3 separate regions of the Sus scrofa genome follow, and regions 1 and 2 are each linked to region 3. The links are chromatin contacts, called in public HiChIP or PLAC-seq maps. All regions are on one chromosome and are shown on one strand. Each heading gives the region's core, a stretch centred on a gene start, on an enhancer-like site or on the middle of the called end of the contact. The rest is flanking DNA. Distances are from core to core; before and after follow the strand shown.

Evidence for each region. HiChIP or PLAC-seq counts read pairs in DNA pulled down with a chosen protein or histone mark.
Region 1: an H3K27ac HiChIP or PLAC-seq map of alveolar macrophages shows a contact between it and region 3. The contact joins the promoter of PPP1R3F here to the promoter of PLP2 in region 3. A contact is called at or near these places in 2 of 47 Hi-C or Micro-C datasets (heart right ventricle and liver) and 1 of 2 datasets of contacts at active chromatin or transcription factors (alveolar macrophages).
Region 2: a contact with region 3 is called in an H3K27ac HiChIP or PLAC-seq map of alveolar macrophages. The contact joins the promoter of PRAF2 here to the promoter of PLP2 in region 3. A contact is called at or near these places in 1 of 5 promoter capture datasets (liver), 4 of 47 Hi-C or Micro-C datasets (alveolar macrophages, embryonic fibroblasts, epiblast stem cells and 1 more) and 1 of 2 datasets of contacts at active chromatin or transcription factors (alveolar macrophages).

The regions. Positions count from the first base shown.
Region 1 is chrX:43,326,525-43,329,455 of Sscrofa11.1, reverse strand. PPP1R3F (protein phosphatase 1 regulatory subunit 3F) reads right to left here and starts at 1,257. Exons shown (of 5, transcript XM_003135095.5): 1 at 858-1,257; 2 at 183-855. The coding sequence starts at 1,182. It also overlaps a transcript of FOXP3 not described here.
Region 2 is chrX:43,148,747-43,151,757 of Sscrofa11.1, reverse strand. It overlaps PRAF2 (PRA1 domain family member 2), which reads left to right and starts at 1,408. Exons shown (of 3, transcript NM_001243880.1): 1 at 1,408-1,672; 2 at 2,810-3,011. The coding sequence starts at 1,494. WDR45 (WD repeat domain 45) reads left to right here. Exons shown (of 11, transcript NM_001190293.1): 9 at 23-124; 10 at 208-353; 11 at 605-1,067. The coding sequence ends at 714.
Region 3 is chrX:43,214,009-43,217,067 of Sscrofa11.1, reverse strand. It overlaps PLP2 (proteolipid protein 2), which reads right to left and starts at 1,696. Exons shown (of 5, transcript NM_001244435.1): 1 at 1,435-1,696; 2 at 193-345; 3 at 3-98. The coding sequence starts at 1,530.

The sequences.
Region 1 (2,931 bases), core at 8-2,507, 110 kb before region 3:
AACCCCGGTAATTAAAACACAGCCTAGCACACGTTTGGTCTCCATTACTCTTTGACTAACTGACTGAATGAGCCCTCCTCCCAGTCCTGGTGAGCAAGCCTGAGGGGTTCCTGGGCCAGACTGCTTGTCCTCCATCCTAGACACAGCCCTGCGTTGGCGGAGGTGGCGCTGGCAGACATTACCTGCGCCTCATCGGCTTCATGCAGCTCTTCAGCTGCCTGGCCTCAGCCTCCACGGGACCCTGGCACTCGGGCTGTGGCTCCGGCTGCTGCAGCTGCTGCTGCTGGGGCAGCCCTTCGGCATCAGTGGGTGTGGGAGCGGGTGCAATCCGGAGCAGGACTGTGTAGTTGCGGCCGTGGTTGTTGGCCCAGAAAGTGCCCTCGGGGGTCTCATAGCGCACCACGAAGTCCAGGCGCGCCCCATCGCCCGCGCCCTCAGCAAAGGGCAGCTGGAAGGCAAAGCGGTCGGTGCGGCCGCCGTCGTCGGGCGAGGAGGCGGACGCCTGGCCGGGGCCCAGGCCAAGGGCCAGATCCAGGATGGGATCTCCTGCTCCTGGTCCTCCCGTTCCTGCCCATGGCGGGCTGCGCGGGACGTAGCGCGCTGGGTGGTCGCAGAAGGAAGCCCAGCCGTCGTGTGAGGCCCGCACGTGCACCGCCTTCTCGAAGGAGCGGTTCAGCACGCGGACCAACCCGCGCAGCACGGGCGGGCGCCCCCCGGGCACCCACACCCCGGCACCCCCGGGGACCGCTCCGGGAGGCGGCAACAGAGCCTCCAGCTCCACCATGACGCGCCCCAAGCGCTCCAGACGGCCTGACGCGGGCGGCAGCGAAAATGTGGGCACCAGGTAAAACCCCCGCCAGCGGGGACGGGGCACAGCGGCGAGGGCTCGGGGCAAGCCTCCTCTTCCTCCTCCCCTTCATCCCCATCCTCGCCATCGTCGTCCTCGTCAGCCCCGCCGCCGTCGCCATCTTGCCCGGCCGCCGCCGCCATCTTGCCCGCCCCGGGCCCGCCCCACGGCCGGTAGCGGCGCAGCTGCGCCAGCGGCAGCCCCAGGGCCTCATCGGCGAACAGCACCCGCCGCGGGGCCACCGCTACCTCGACTGAGGTGCGGGGCTCGCCCGCGGCCGGCGAGGGGGGCGCGGGATGCCGCAGCGGGGGCTCCACAGGGGCCGTGCGCGCCATATCGGCGGCGGCGGCGGCACCGACGGCACCGGCGGCGGGACCGGCGGGGGCAGGGCCTGAAGGGGCGAGCAGCCAATGGGAAGGCCAGCGCGGGGGGGTACGACTCACGGGGGGCGTAGGCGGCGAGACGAAGACAGGTGTAGCGGAGAGCCAATGAGGAGCCGCGCACGCGTGACGTAGGCGGTGAAGCGCGTGCAGGGGAAGCGCGCAGCCAATGGGGATGCCCGAGAGTGGGCGGTGTAGGAGGCGGGATGATCGGGGAATCAATGGGGAGGCCTGAATGGGGGGGCGGGGTCCGGGATGAAGAGAGCAGTCGTAGGACAGATAATAGGGAAGCGGGAGCGGTGTATGGGCGCCGGGGAAAATGGAATGGTTTCAGGCGATGGGGGGCAGCGGAAGCGAACGGAGAGACCAGAAAAGCAGGAGATCCGTGGGTTGCGTAGGTGGTGGGATGGAAGCTAGAGACAGCGAAGAGCCAATGGGGAGTCGCGCGCCTGTGGCGTACGGAAGAGATGACGCTAATGGCTGCAGCGAGCCAATGAGGAGTCCTGTGAATGTGCACTACGCCTTCAAGGGGCGGTGCCAGGGCTGAACTAGCCACTGCGGAGACTAGAAGTGACCGAGAGGCGGTGTGTGAGTTGCCCGGGAGGCGGGACTGAAGGGGGAAAGCCAATGGGTAGGCGGCGAAGGCGGGAGCAGGAAAGAGAGATGGCGGTTAGCCAATGGAGGAGCCAGAGTGAAGACTGTTGAGACGTCAAAGGGTGCTGGAACGGGGTGAACCAATACCAAAGCTAGAAAGCATAGCGGGACCGAAGGATCCGGAGGTGGGACGGCAAAGAGCAGAGCCAACGAGGGTGTTGTAGGTGGTGTGAAGGAGAGGATGAGCAGCCAATAAGGAGGCCGGAGGAGAGGATGGTGCGTAGGTAGTCTAGGTTGTAGGGTGGTCGGGCTACAGAACCGTAGAGTGCAGGCAGCCTTTAGGAAAAGTGTACCTCTCGTGGATGGTTTTACCTTCTCCTTAACCCTCCATGACCACTCCCTTTTGCCCCAGGGCTGTGAATGCCGAGAGCCCCCAAGAACCTAGACCGTACCCTAGTGTGAGATCAAGAAAGCAAAACGGACTTTGCGGTCACAGTTGCTGGTTCTCCCCTGCCCACCTCCGAACCTTAGCTTGGGCAGTACCACTAGCCGAGAATGCCCCTGATTATCATTCTCAGTGTTCTCCAGGATTTGGCACCATTGTTGAATGAAGGAGAGATTGAGGTTTTGGGGTTTTTTTTTGTTTTTTTTTTTTTTTGAAAATTAGCTTTTTCTAACTCTGAGCGTGACTGTATGCAGCCGGGAGTTGGTTGGCCATGTTGGCAGACATTGACTATCACAGATCAAATCCCTGTCATTCTTGCCTGACTCAAACGCCATAGCCGACAGTGGCCTCACCGCCCATCTTTCTGTCTCCAGTCTCTGTTCCTACTGCTCCCTCTCCTAAGAGTGCTACTCCTTCTGCTTCCTCATGTCCTCTCACTCTCTTTTTCCACTCTGCCTTCGAGATCCCACCTCCTGTAGGAACATGGCCATTCATATATTCCCTCCTCCATCCTGGGTTATTTTCTAAACACCTACTGTATGCAAGGCTCTGACTCACAGCATCCCTAGAAAGGAGGCACTTCCGCCAGTGGGCTCCTCTTCTCAGGTCTCAGTGTCCAGAATGGGGTCATGGGTCAGGAACCAATTATGTATAGTTGCAAATAG
Region 2 (3,011 bases), core at 159-2,658, 65 kb after region 3:
TCACTGCTGGTCTGCCTTTCAGCATCAACTTTAGCCATGATTCCTCCTTCCTGTGCGCGTCCAGCGATAAGGGCACAGTCCATATCTTTGCTCTCAAGGATACGCGCCTCAACCGCCGCTCCGCGTGAGTGCCCCCCGCCCCACCCCGCCTCGCCCCCATCCCCCTGCCCATGTACCACACCTGGGCTAAGCCTGTGTTGCCTGCAGGCTGGCTCGCGTGGGCAAAGTGGGGCCTATGATTGGGCAGTACGTGGATTCTCAGTGGAGCCTGGCGAGCTTCACCGTGCCTGCTGAGTCAGCCTGCATCTGTGCTTTCGGTCGCAATACTTCCAAGAACGTCAACTCTGTCATTGGTGAGTGGGAATAGCCCTTGCTTGGGGGCACTGCATGGGCGAGGGCCTGCAAATTGGACCTGAAAGAATTTTTAGGGCATGGGAGGCCTGAAAGAGCTGAAACGTTGGTTCACCTCCATCATCATCAGTAAGGGGGATGGAACGTGGGCAAAGGCCTGGCCATAGGCCTTAGGCCGTGGGACACCTGAGAGGATTGGAGTGTGTGGCTTTGACAGCTTCTAACCTCTTACCAATCGTCCCCCCTCCTCCAGCCATCTGTGTAGATGGGACCTTCCACAAATATGTCTTCACTCCTGATGGAAACTGCAACAGAGAGGCTTTCGATGTATACCTTGACATCTGTGATGATGATGACTTTTAAGGACCCTCTGGGTTGTGCTAGGGACTGCGGTGACAGATTGCAAAGCCTTTGTGGGGGTGGGAGTGCTGTGGAAGCCGCCAGCCATCAAGCATTAATGGAGCAGGTGCGCACTTTCCACTCTTGAGAGCAATGCCTAAACAGCTCAGGTCCCTCAAGCACTTCCCGATGACTGTGTGCCTGCAGGGCCAGGCCAGGGACTCAGGGAGGCAGCGGACCCCCTGGGGCTCCCGCCTGGAGAAGACTGCTAGGGACCCAGAGCGGGTGCCCTAATCCAACCTGTGGGGATTTTTAAAAACTTGCCAGAAAGAGACATCTCTGATGTGATGAAAATGAATAAAAGACCCTTAACGGTATTTATGGCTGGACCTCGGGAGTGGGGCCTGGAGCAGATGAGGCTGAAAAGGCCCTGCAGTTTCTTGGAAAGGACCGGACCCTGACGGGATGGAAGTGGGATCCTACTCAGGTCCTTCCGCCAGTCTCTGCCTGTCCTCAATGCCTGAGCCGCCAGAACCGTCCCCGTGGCGCCCCCGCCTGGGGGTGGATGGGAACGCCTCGCCCTCGGCGGAGACTTGGTTTCCCGGCGGCCCCTGCTTCCCTGCAGTTCCGGCGTGTTTGCATTTCCGGTCACGTGCATTGCCGCACCTGCGCTGTCAACTAGGTCGCCAGGGTAGCGGCTGCCGGGTCCAGACTCCATTTCCCGGTGTGCCTCGCGGTGGCGCGGGGTGGAACGGGTGTTGTAGTCCGACCGCTCCGCTGGTCCAGCTGCATCGACTGGCAGGATGTCGGAGGTTCGGCTGCCACCGCTACGCGCCCTGGACGACTTCGTTCTGGGGTCGGCACGTCTGGCGGCCCCGGATCCTTGCGACCCGCAGCGATGGTGCCACCGCGTCATCAACAACCTCCTCTACTACCAAACCAACTACCTTGTCTGCTTCGGCCTCGGTCTCGCTCTGGCTGGGTGAGGGAGGGAGACTCCGGTTGGCCGAGGACGCCCGCTGGGCATGGAGGGTGGACCCGCGGGATTTTGAGGGGGCTGCAAGACCTTGAAGGGGCGAATTCAGTAGAGATGGAAAGCCTAAGGGTCATGGGAGGGGGGGACTTGAAAGAAATAGAAGCTGGTTATAAGAAGGGACTGGGGAGGGATAGAGCCCGGCTGAGGGAGGCCCGACGGGGATGGAGGGTCTGGGGGAAAGACCTGGGGAGGATAGAGAAAGTGTGGAACTGAAAGGGAAACTGGGCTAGGGGATGGACCTGAAGATAAGGAGGGCCTGAAAATGAGATATGACTGCCTGAGGGGTGATGGGGCCCCGATTAAGGTGGCCCTGGAGGACGTAGGGCAGAGACAGGGACAGGGATGTGGTCAAGCCGAAAGGGGGGACTTGTGGAGGATATGGGCGTGGAGAGGAGCCTGGCTCCTGGGACTCTCCAGAAGCAGGTACCTATTGGGGGACTTGAGCCAAGGACGATCCAGGGATGGCAGGCCTGAGACCAGGGTGGGGGGTGGAGAACCCGGAGGTGAGACTTGGGTACGACTGGAATTTAAGAGTGGGACCGAAAGCCTTGAAAGGGTTCTAGCAATGATGGAAGGAGGAATCTATAGGGAAATCGGAATCTGGAGGGGGGATTTCGAGGGGAGGAAGTCTGGAAAGGGATCTCATAAAGGACTCTGGGCCTGGGGAAAGGGAAAAGGGGAAGGCCTGGAAGAGGACTGCAAGGGCTGGGCCTTTGCAAAGGGTGGGTTTGGGAGCAGGTTGGGATGGGGGGGTTGGAGTGGGTCCTGTGGGTGGGGTAGGGTCGGCAGGAAAGAGCAGAAAAAGGCTGAGAGCCCGATGGGAAGGCTGGAAGCAGGAGATTTCAGGAAGATGGGACTGTAGGATTGACAAGAAAGAAATGAGAGCCCACGGGGGAGCCCAGGGCGGTGGACCTGTCGAAGATGGGGCTGGCAGGGGTATTTGCCCGGCTGGAAGGTGGTGGGGTCGCGGGTGGACCAAAGCGCTCGGGGCCTGGGATCGGGTGGACGGTGGTCTGGGAGACTCAGAGACCGGGCGGCCCTCTCGCTGCCTGCCCGGCTAGCTTAGTTCCATTGTCCCCGCAGGTACGTGCGGCCTCTGCACACCCTCTTGAGCGCGCTCGTGGTGGCCGTGGCCCTCGGCATGCTGGTGTGGGCGGCTGAGACTCGCGCAGCCGTGCGCCGCTGCCGTCGCAGCCACCCAGCCGCCTGCCTGATCGCAGTGCTTGCCGTCAGCCTCCTGGTTCTCTGGGCCGCGGGCGGCGCTTGCACCTTCCTGCTCAGCATC
Region 3 (3,059 bases), core at 447-2,946:
ACCCCTGCGGCAATTTTGGAGCTGTGTCCTCCCTCCACGAGCACAAGGATGGAGGTGATCAGGTAGAGGATGGCTGCTATGAGGGTTCGGAAGAAATCCTGTGAAGGGCAGGGAGAAGAGGAAAGTCAGCATTCAAAATCCCCCCCCTCCCCAAGCCCCTCCCTAGCCTGGTCATTGTGGCCCCTTTCTCACACTCCAAGGCCAGTTGATGATTTGTATCTTGGTGTGCAGGTCACACATGTAGATGACAAAGAAGACAGCAGCAAAGATCATCTCTATCACCGACAGGAAAGAGAATCCTGACGTCGCGGCACTGAAGCAGATCAGAATCACCAGGCACACTACCTGGAAAGATAGGCGAAAGGGGGCTTCGATCGATCGACTCCAAGGGCTGAGGGCGTGGGTTTAAATTGGGGGTGGGGAGGGTCTCAAACTCAGATGCCCACCAGGACTGGGAAGATGACCAATAGCTAAACACTTAATGTGTGCATACTGTGTTTGGGATATTGTTCTAAGAGCTGTACAGGTATTAATTCCCTCAATCATCGCAACAACCTAATGAGCCAGGTACTATTATTAATACCTTTATGTCATAGATGAGAAAAGAGAGGAACAGAGAGACACGAGGTAACTTATCCAGGGTCACCTAGCTAGGGAGGGGTAGGGTTGGGTGCCTCAGTTTCCCCTCTTTTCCCTTCTAGGATAGCCCAAGGGGAGTGGTGCCTTCAGGTGGTTTTTGTGAGCGCTGCTGGCGCCAGCTTCAGGGCTTTGACGGGGCGGGACGTGCGGTTCCCCGGGCAACCCCTTTGGGAATCGGTGCGAGTGACACCGGAGGGGCAGGGCTCTGTTAAAGGCGCCGCACCTCTTTTACGAGCGACTCAAAGGAGGCACCCCCTTTGCCGGGGGTGGGAAACCGAGGCTCCCGAGCGGCCCCAATAGCTAAGGACCTCCCGCCCCGTCACAGAGGAGCGAGGAAGAACTGGGGTAGGACGGGTGGCCCTGCCCCGCGGGACAAGCGCGCGCGGGGGCCCCACCCCAACAGGTCCCGCCCCTGGGCGCTCTGCCAGCCCGCCCGCCACTGCCCAGGCCGCGCCACGCCCTGCCACGGGAGGATCCCCCACCACCCAGCCCCGGGAACCCCTTCTATGAGTCCACTAATGAATCTACGGGGTCTCCTTCCGCGGGGTCGCCCGTATGCCCTGTGGGCCTCGTGCCTGACTCCATGGGCCAGCAGCTGCCGACCACCTTCTCCAAACCTCACTGACTCGCCCTGCATGTGCCCCTGGTTTCGGGCCTCCGTCACCGACCCACCCACCCCGCGCCCCACTGCCGATCACCCGCGGCCGCGAGCCTGCCTCCCCCGGGGCTGCCCCAGTCCGCGTGATCCAGCCACTCCACCCGCCTTTGCCCACCAGCCAGTCCCAGGACACTTACAATCTCAGCCAACAGGACAAATCCCTTTCGGGTGCGCGAGAAGTTGGTGCAGGCGGCCCAGCAGCCCGGGGCCGAGAGGCGCTCGGAATCCGCCATGGCGTGGACCTGAGTCCCGAAGGGCGCCGAGGAGCTGCTCGCTTGCTTGCGGGTTCGAGGACGCTGCACACCCAACCGTCTTCCCCGCCGTCTGGCCGGGAAGGGGGCCCCGGGGCGAAGGAGGGAGTGAATCACCGCGCGGAGCAGAAGCGGGCGGGGCCGGAGCGGGCTGGGCCAGGTGGCTGCCGCCCCGGAAGCCCCTCGCCCCGCCCGCCAAGGATTCTCCTTGCCCAGCGCACAGCGCACAGCGCCCCCCACCCCGCCCCGGGGCGCCCCATCTCGGGCGGCGGGGGGGGGGAACTACCAGCTTCTGAGGCTCGGCAGTTCCTCGTAACGTGTGTTGAAAGGAGACGACCCTTCCCGTTTTTAGAATACAAATGTGCCTGGGGCTGCCTCAACTCAGAAATGTTTTGGCTTTGGGGAGGGAGTGCCTCAGTTTCCTTAGCTGGAAAAAGGGCCAAAGCCAGGGTTAAATTCAGGTCCGTTTTCAGAATTCAGCATATTTCGGGGTTTAGAGAGTTTTCCCAGTGCATATAAGATATATGACTTTTCTCAGCGGTGTCTGAGACTGCCCGGTTAAAAACTAACAAACAAACACGTTATTTCCTCATGGAATGGTGTGGCCGTTCACAGCAAGTGGGATAAGCCAGGACCAAAAATCACTCCTGGTTAAGTCAAGTTTTGTAACCAAATGAACCAAATGGTGCCCAACTTTGTGGGAAAACTGTGGGTCTCTGGAGTTTTTTTGGATTTTGGAATTGTGGACAAAAGGTCATAGACGGTGGAATAAACCTCTTAGTAGCAATGGGAATGGGACCTCGCCAGTGCACAGACCCGAGACAGAGAGAGAACAGAGCCTGTGGAGCATCACGCTGCTGAGTAGATGAGGGTGGACTTTTTTAATAGTGTCAGAGCCCAAGATATGATTCTCTGTTCTGCAATTCTGGGGAGGTCTTGGCCCTAAGTGCTGAGCTTCTGTTTCCTGCTTCTAAGTAAAGGGTCTGTCAGCCCAGTCCCAGATGAAGAATGGGGAAGGAGGACAGGCTTATTTATTGCTGGGAGCTTGGCAAGATGAGGGCAAGGCTCTTGGGTGCCAGGCTCGGTGAACAGGCTGATGACATTTGAAGAGCGTGTTATCCTGAGCGAGTAATTTCTCCTGACTCAGCCTCAATTTCTGCATCTGCGACATGCACCTGGTCACGGGCATCAGGATCTCCCCCAAGATGTGCTGAGGGGCACACCCTCCAGAGTGGGTGTTGCTTTCATTCTCATCTCATTGGAAGGCCAGGATGGTTCAACCAAGGCCGGTCTGCTTTCCGTCCCCAACCCGGAGTCCCACACAACCACAGAAGGGGCTCCCCTCTTTCAGCCCAGGTTGCCTGAAGAGTGATTGGATAGTGGAAGGCATGAAGCACACTTCCCAGAGCCAACTGTGTGCTTTCCAACTCTTTGAGGACGTGCCTGAGTTTCTAGAACAGAACAAACCCTGCTCTGCATCAGGGCCTTTGAACTTGCTGTCCCCACAGCTG